Linked DNA regions of Rattus norvegicus: region 2 is linked to region 1. Evidence: chromatin contacts called from public Hi-C data. All regions are on one chromosome and are shown on one strand. Each heading gives the region's core, a stretch centred on a gene start, on an enhancer-like site or on the middle of the called end of the contact. The rest is flanking DNA. Distances are from core to core; before and after follow the strand shown.

Region 1 (4,124 bases), core at 725-3,224:
TGAGATGGCTTTTCTGTTTTCCTGTAATTTGGTGAATGGCCCAGATGCTAGAACCAGAAGCTCTGGGGCAGAGCCTTAAGATGCTCACTGACGACCCAAGAGTCAGCATGAAGCCTTGGTGAATGAACACTCGTCATGGTAGTGACGCCCATGGACCCTGAAACAGCAAGAAGTCACTCCTGGGAGGAGAACGTGAACTGAGGACCCCTCCATTTACTCTTCCCTTTATCTTCCTACCCCTCCAGACTCCGGAGAGAAGGTGATTACTTAGCCCAGGCACAGGATGGCCATTCCACCTCAACCCCAGTCTCCCAGCTCTGCATGGGAACCACAGCAGTCCAAGCCCAGTTCCAGCCTCTATGGAGGGCAAGCCAGGAGACAACTTGTGAGGCAGAAGTGGAAGGAGGAGACTAAAATTGCCTCTGGCCTTCTAGAAGCATGAGGTTGGTTCCCTTTTCCCCAGAATCCTTCCATCACTCTTGTTAATTTCAAACATCCAGCTACCAGGAACAGGGCCGGGGCCTACGGAACCTCAGTAGGACACAGGACCAGTCTACATTTTCTGTGTATGTGTATATGTTGTATGTGTGTGTATGGATTGAGTATCTGTGCATATGTGTGTGTTGGGGGGTTCCTCTGTGTGTCTCTCTGTCTGATGTACACACATGCACTGTATGTGTGTGTATGGATGTGTATCTGTTCATCGGAGGGGGGTGTTTTCCCTTTGTGTCTCTCTCTGTCTAATATACATGCATGCACATCAGTGTGTGAGGTCAGAGGTTACTGTTAGGTGTCTTTTGTGTGCCACCCTATTTTTCCAGACAGGATTTCTCACTGACTTGGTTGCCAGACTGCTAGCCAACAAGTTCCAGGGATCCTCCTGCCTCCACCCTTCTACCTTTGCCTCTAGCTTACCAAATGGCTAGACCAGCTGGCCAGCAAGTTCCAGGGATCCGCCTATCTCTATCCCTCAAGGGCTGGGGTTAGAGGCCTGCCATTGCACACTGCTGGGCGTCTGAACAAAAGCCCTCACCTTGCATGGCAAGCACTTAACCCAATGAGCCTTCTCCCCAGGCCCTGTGGCCTTGGGTTTTTTTGTGAATGAAACTTCAGCTGGGCTTCCGGCCGCTGGCCACGCCCTGCTGCTCTGCCTTGACCACTGTATAACCTCAGGGGAAAGACAGCAGAAGGAACTTCAAAACGAAAGTGTGAGTCACAGACAAGGAAAGAAAAAAATGAAAAGGACATTCTTTAGTTTCTACAGGCTGGACTCGTTGCCCCTGGCCCCGGGAGCCAGGGCCCCAGCAGTGGTTCCTGCAAATATGACCTGTTCATTACACAGCTCCTGTGACCCCTCCAGCTCCATCTGGACAGGGAAGAAGTGCCTATTCCCCATGTCTGTCTAGGACACTTGGCAGGGTGGCACTAACTGCAATGAATTGATAAGAGCTATGACCAGATAGGATCCCCCACCAGCACTGCAGGAGGCATTGGAAGCAGGGTCTTGGGGTGCTGTTGGGGTTACAGTGCCAGCCAAGCTGGGCAGGGAGGAGACAACAGTGAGCCTCCAAGGAGGAAACAGGACTTCATGCGGAACAGAGGGCAGGCAGCAGGAGAGTTGCAGATGGCTAAAAGCTCAGCAAGCACGTGACAAGGACTTGGATCAAGCAGGACACACGTCGGGGAGGCCCATCAAGCCCGAGCCTGCTTTCCGAGCCCCCAGGATTGGCAGGGCAGAGAGGAAAGCCTCTTTGTGCTTTATAGACTTTGGGGAAGTCACAGGCTCCACTTGCTTGGGGGAGGCAGGAAACCCCGTTCATCCAGGCGTCTGCCAGCGTACCGCAGGCTTCCTCTTGTCTCTGTCCCCCTCCCGGAGCCTCTTCCCCTGAACTGCTTCCCACTCCTGGCCCTGCTGTCCCTTTAAAGGAACTTGAATCAGAGTTGAGAATGATGGTGACTCAGGGTGGAAGGGGTGGTCACTTGCACTGGCCAGTGGCCAGGACTGCAGCTCGAAAGGAAGCAGAGCAACCGCAGCTGCCTGTGTGTGTGCCCCTGAGAGGGGCAGAAACCACAGAACCCCGTTTGAGACTCCACCACGGTGGAACTCGTGTGATGAAGTTACCCCTCACAATGGGGGCATTCAGGGTCCACCCGCGCCTGCAGGGCTGGGGCCTGTTCCTCAGGCCAGCTGATGGTGATGTAATCTTCCGTTAGGAGGTCCCCCCCCCAACTCTGTTGACTAGGGACTTAAAAAAATGCACCAGGAAACTCAAGTGCAAGCCAGGACGGAAGCCTTGGTTTTATTTATAGTTGATAACTTGCGTCCGGCTTGCTCCACGGGATGCAGAGCCTGAGGATAAAGAGCCCACAGGGGCAGATGACAGAAGGACTCGTGTCCTGGGCTACTGTGCTGTCCAAGAGCATGTATGAAGCTTCATTCTGAGCTTCCCAGCAGCCAAAGCAAAGAGGGGACAGAGTTTTATAGTGTGACATCATAGAAAACCAGGCTGTAAACCTGGTGTTCTGATTAACTGAGGCCTTAGATTCTACTTTCTCATGGTCAGGACGGCCATGCATCCCTGCATAGCATCCAGCAGTGCCAAAAGCATGTTATAGGCCTGGCTAGGTGATGATGATTCCTCAGAGAGCAGGAACCATTCTTCCCTTCCTGTGCACATGGCAGACATCACTAGTGGACTGCAGCATTCTTTCCCCTAGCCCACTTCTTCCTCAGAGTCCCAAATCTGCACAGATCTCCAGGGAACACTACCAAAGACACAGAACTAGAGACTGCTTGGCTTGTCCTCTGGGCTTGTGACCAGCTGAGAAAGTTCTGGGAGGGCCCTGATGTGGAACATTCCTAGCACCTGGTTCATGCCCACATACAGTAGATGCCAAGTGAAAAACTATCATTTAAAGGCAGAAAGGGTAAGGAGCCAAGGTAGTGGGAGAGCTCAGTATTGTCCTGAGGGTGAGGCAAGGCTGTGTATGAGCCACACAGGAAGTTATCAGTGAGGACACGGATGTAGAGAAGAAACTTTGACAGGAGCTGGGAATGCAGTGGCCCAGCCTGGCCTGGCTTCCAGCTCCAAGTGCCAGCCCTCTACAGAGCCCATCAATCTCATGAGGCTGGGACTGTGGGGGTCAGAGGTAGCCCGGGTTATGTGCCCTTGACAATGGCTAGTCCTTATCAAGGTGTTTGCAGGTTCCACAGTCATGGGTAGTGTGCAGCTTCTGCCCGGATCTGACACTTTCTCCACAGCTCTCCAGCTTCTCTTCTCCAGGCTTGCCTGAGGCGTGTCACCTGGCCTGGTCACAGAAGCTGCACTCCAGAGCTTCCCTCCCAGACCGAGTGCAGTCCTCCAGGACACTTCCCCGGTAGCCTGTGTGGGGCTCGTCCCATCTTCTCCCTTTCCTTCATCCGAGACAGCTGTCACCTATCGCTGTCACTGTGTGTCCACTGGCTTTCACACTGACTGGTGGCTGTGCCCAAGGGCTTCACATACAAGCCCAGCAGGAGCTCTGTTCACAGCAGTGCCATGGGGTTGTGAGGGAAACAAAGATTCAGGGAAGCTGTCTGCCCAGGGTGACCTGCCTTAATCTCCAGATGGTAGCAGGTAAAGGCAGAGGTAGTCTGAGCTAAGCATGCCACCCTGACACAGTGCCACAGCCAGGGAACACACAGCTCGCAGCTCAGCTGTTGGTGACTGCCTGTACTCCACCTGTTGTGAGCTGACCAGCTGCAGATACAGCACCCATGGAATTATAGAAGTATAGGTGAGGAGACAGTCAAGAGTGAAGGGGAGAGAACCTGTTTGGTCACCGGCTCTCTGCAAGGCCCTCTCTTTTGTACGGAGTGGGTGATGGGGCCTCAAGAGGAAGAAAACATGGGTGGGAAGGACTTCCCGGTGGGCAGGGATTTGTGATTTAAGGCAGTTCTTGGTAGAAAGTTCCTTTCTGCATCCCTTCCTCTGGGGCTAAGCCAGGCAGAGGTCACAGACGGGTGTGTCAGGTGAGCTTCGAGAGCTCATCACGGAGGTTCCATTTATGAGCAATAAACCCTCAGACCTTAGAGCCCTAGATATGAGGGGCCATTCATTCATTCATTCATCCATTCACTCACT
Region 2 (4,182 bases), core at 1,663-4,162, 130 kb after region 1:
GGGCCAAGCCCAGCACACGGTCACCGGAGCCAGTGTGTGCACCAGCCACCCCCAGCCCAGCCCTGCACACAGAGCCCCTCCACAGCAGGATGCTAGGGGGCTAGCCAAGCACGGCCTGCATCCACGTGGTATATTAATCAAACGGGCCCTGATAGTGATCAATGAGAGCCCTTGGCAGCGCCTGCCTGGCCAGGCTCCAGACTCACCTTCCAGCTTTGGGAAGGCCGAGGGTGGCAAATGTGGTCTTTGGCAAGAGATGGGGCATTGTCTCCCAGCTGTGGGAAAATGCATGCCGTACAAACATATCCTCAAAATGAACTTACAAGGAAATGTCCATGATGGCCTTATTAAAGATAAGTACCCTGACTGCACATGACAAAAATAAAGTCCCCATCCAGGCTCAGATCCGGCTAAGTAGCCTCAGAGGATCGCCTCTGTGAGGGTACAGACAGTAGGGAGAGACCACTCGTGGAAGTTGCCACAGGGAAATCTGGAAGCCTTTGTAGCCCCGCCCCCACCCCAAAGCCCCAGGACAGGGTGAATTCATGGAGGTCCCAGGCTGCCAGAGACAGGGTGGGCTACATGTGGGGGGCACTTTGGCCTCCAGGGCCTTGCATAGGAATGGCTTAATTTATGAACCTGTCATATGGCCCTTCGTCCTGGGACCCAGGCTAGTAGCCAAGGAAGAGCCCAGGGTGAGGTCTGCAGCCCCACAGCCTTGATGCCCAAAGCCATTTTTCAAAGGTGTTTCCCAGGAGCTCTGGAAGGAAGCAGGTTTGGGACAGGGCCAGCCAGCGGTGTCTGGGGTTCTTGGCAAAAGCGCTACCCTCCTAAGATCAAAAGTCCTTCACGGTATTCCCACTGGCCCGAGAGCCAGGTGAAGTGGGGCCATACACTGTGAGCTAGGCAACACCAGGGTTGTCTTTCTGGGCTGGACAGGGGCTGAACACAGGTGTGCCCCTCTGATCCATGGGGACCCTGGCCCAAGGGGCTGTGGCTCATGTTACAAAGACCCACAGTAGGGCCCCCTCAAATGGGCACTCCCTAGGGATACTCTCCGACTGCTTTGGGGATCATTAGCTCTGTGACAAAGGGGCTCAGACTAAGGAAACAGGGAAGCTACAAAGTTCACAGCCCTGCCAACTGACATGGCACTGCTCATACAGGCACAGGGAGCTCAGGCAGAAGAGAGTTCGACACAAGAAAACGCCTGCTGTTAACGGCGTAACCTAAGGGCTGGGTGTCGTGGTCTTAGACTCATCCAGGGTGGTCTCCCCACCATATGAAAACTGGAACAGCCTTTCGGAATCACCATTCCTGGGTCCCCTGGCTTGCTGGCTGCCATGACAGCAGGGACAGTGGCCCTGTGTGTTGTTGACAGGATGACCCTGTGAGCTGCAGCCAGGACAAGCCCCAAATCTATGCCAGATCAGGAGACTGAGGCAGTGGCCAGATTCATCTTGGGTACTCGTGGGACACCATGAGGAAGAGCAGGTCTCCAGAGAAAGTAAGGCTGTCTTCAGGAGGCCCCGTAGATACTCAGAGGAGGGATAGTTCCTATTTGTCATCTGAGAGAACTACTCAAAGTACAAAAAGCATGGGAACCACCTGACAGAGGGAAGAGCCAAGACTGACCCTTGGGTCTCCTCTGAAGAAGCTGACCTCCTCTCCCCCCCAGGGGGGGGGACAATTAACGTTATGAACCAGCAACTGGCTGGGTTGATAGAGAGAAATCTGTCCCCATCATCGTATATGACAAACTTCATAGAGGCCAAACCGCCACGAGGTATGAGGCAGGCTGGGGCTGAGAAGGGCTGCCACAGCTACCCTGTCCTGCTTCCTCCTCTCCCCTCCTCCCCACTCCCATCTGCCACACCTAGCGCTTGTCCACTCAGAACAGCCCCGGGGGCAGGCAGTCCCTATGTGAGGCCAGAGGACCTCTCCACAAGTAGATGCCACTGGTCAGAGAAAATGCCCGTGCTAAGCCAAGCGTGCCTACCCCGTAGGTTTGGTTAGTCAGGGTTTTGTGGGCGTGCCAGCCAGCTGGGGTCATATTGGAATACGGTGTGTCCTAAGCCCAGCAGTGGCATCCTTGCCAGAGGAGGTAGGCACACTGGGAAGATGAAGAGGAGACAACAACATGGGGGATGGGGGGCAGGAGTAACCCAATATGTGGATTCAGCTTTCATCAGCGGCCTGATTGGATTCAAATTCGCCTATCAATGTGTCTGTGAAGGGGCATTCAGAGAGGTTTAACTGAGGGGGACCCGCCCCGAATGTGGGTGGCATCGTCACATGGCTGAGGGTCCTGGAGTGAATGAAAAGGAGAAATGAACTGAACACCAGCGCTCTCCTCTCTGCTTCCTCATAGGGTGGGCGGTGGGGTGGGGTGGGGGATGATGACCGCTGTATCCCTTCAAACTGTGAATCACAGTGACTTCCTCCTCCCTTAAGTCACTTTTGTCATGTCACAGCAACAACGTGACATCAGCAACCCGAAAAACTAGGAAGACTCTTCCCTGTACCAGCCCAGAGGCACCAGCCCACCTTGACCTTGGTCTTGAGGCTTCAGAATGGGAAGGTGGGGCTTTGCAGTGTGAAACCATGCAGCCAGCTTGGCCTCGAAGCAGCTACTCCAGGAGGTCAGGACAGCTCCCATCACCCTGAGTTTGGGGAGGGAACTTACAGATCAGCTGCTGCCCAACACGAGGACTCCATCCCTGCCACTTTACTGACCACTTGAGGGACGAGGGGAAACACAACAGAAGCCAGTAGTCCACCTTAGTGGACTTGGAGGAGGGCCTTACCACCCTGACTCCTGCCTGGCCTGGAGTTCCCCTCCATTGGCCACCAGCCACCACCACTGGCTGGAGCAGAGATCACCGCCCTGCATGCCGTGGTCACGAGGAGTCCCTGCCCTTTAGTTATGTGGTAGTTTATGTGCCAGGGGAAAGCAAGGCCAACCAGTCCCTGGTGCCCCCAGACACATTCCTGGCATCTCACAAAAATGCTGAAGGTAACTGATTAGAGCAGTGCTTTGGGCTCTCTGGGCCATGAACTCTGAGCCGGAGGGAGGCAGTGACTTCACACCTCCTCCTCCCCGTCTCCCTCCTTCTCTCCTTCTCCCTCCCCTCCCTTCCCCCTCCTCTCCCTGCCAAGTGTGAGCTGCCTACCACATCAGCAACACCATCACCGTCTCTCTAGTACCAAGTTGGTTTCTGGAGGCTTCAGCCCTGATGCACACAGGAGGGGGGTGTTAAGGTGAGGAAGGTGTGTAAAGATCTGAGCCTCAGTCCCTGTCAAATAAGGATAATCATGTGTGCACGTTAAACTGCACATGACAGAGTCCCCAAGGTGGCCACCGTCACCCCAGAGTCTGTCCCAACACTGGCCCAGCCCAAGGTCAGCCATTTTCCCATTCAGATTCTGGTGCCTTCTACCCTCTTCAATGTCCGTAGAGGACAGAAGATACGTCAGAACATGGCCAGATTTGCACCCCAAACTGGACTGCTTGGCAGCTCAGGGGCACAGTGGAAACCATGTGGCTGGCCCAGAAGTGACATCCGTCTATCAGTCTGCCCACCAGATGCCTCCTGGGCATCTTTCTATATGCCAGTCCCTCCCTGAGCACCTGAGACTTGGCCAGAAGCAAAACACACCTCTATCCTGGTGGGGCTCACATTCAAGCCAGAGAAAATCATAATAGAAAACCACTAACTACACACCACATCAGACAAGAGGAACACCAAGGGGCAAGCCAGGCCGGGAGAGGAGGCAGGAATGATCTGCATATCTACGGAGGCCAGCTGCAGAGCACTCAGAAAATGCTGACTGTGGCCCCAGGACAGCCCTGGAGACACACTCCTGTCCCACACAGGATGCACACATTCAGATGTGGAAGAAGGCCACAGTAGAGAGGACAAAGCACATGGGCCTTGGAGTCAAGGAAAGCTGTCCAGATGGGAAGGAAGCCTGTATGGAAATAGTAAGGAAGAGCATTTGGGACACACCAGCCTAGCCTTAGTGTGAGGAGGCAAGGGTTCTGGGACAGGATCCGCTCACCGCCACTGGAGCTCTGCTGCCCTCTGCTGGCCTGAGCAGGGATTTCAGGTGTCCTGGTCTGGGACTCCTTCCATCCGGGCCTGTCTCCTGGACAACCTGTGCCTGCCACAGGCCCTCACC

Evidence for each region. Hi-C and Micro-C count contacts between places; a contact is called where the count stands out from the background.
Region 2: a Hi-C map of the A7r5 cell line shows a contact between it and region 1, with 5 times the contacts expected there. The contact joins two enhancer-like sites. A contact is called at or near these places in 11 of 12 Hi-C or Micro-C datasets (the A7r5 cell line, the Rat2 cell line, Schwann cells and 6 more) and 1 of 1 datasets of contacts at active chromatin or transcription factors (oligodendrocytes).

What each region holds. Positions count from the first base shown.
Region 1 is chr1:209,699,782-209,703,905 of GRCr8, forward strand. No RefSeq gene overlaps it. Among named protein-coding and RNA genes, the nearest start is that of Smim38, 99 kb to the right of the region's middle. Within about 2 kb of position 1,975, at least 56 of the 93 cell types and tissues checked have an H3K27ac peak or open chromatin away from gene starts, as enhancers often do. A contact at or near this core is called in the A7r5 cell line, where this site is marked.
Region 2 is chr1:209,831,004-209,835,185 of GRCr8, forward strand. No RefSeq gene overlaps it. Among named protein-coding and RNA genes, the nearest start is that of Smim38, 32 kb to the left of the region's middle. Within about 2 kb of position 2,913, at least 6 of the 93 cell types and tissues checked have an H3K27ac peak or open chromatin away from gene starts, as enhancers often do. A contact at or near this core is called in the A7r5 cell line, where this site is marked.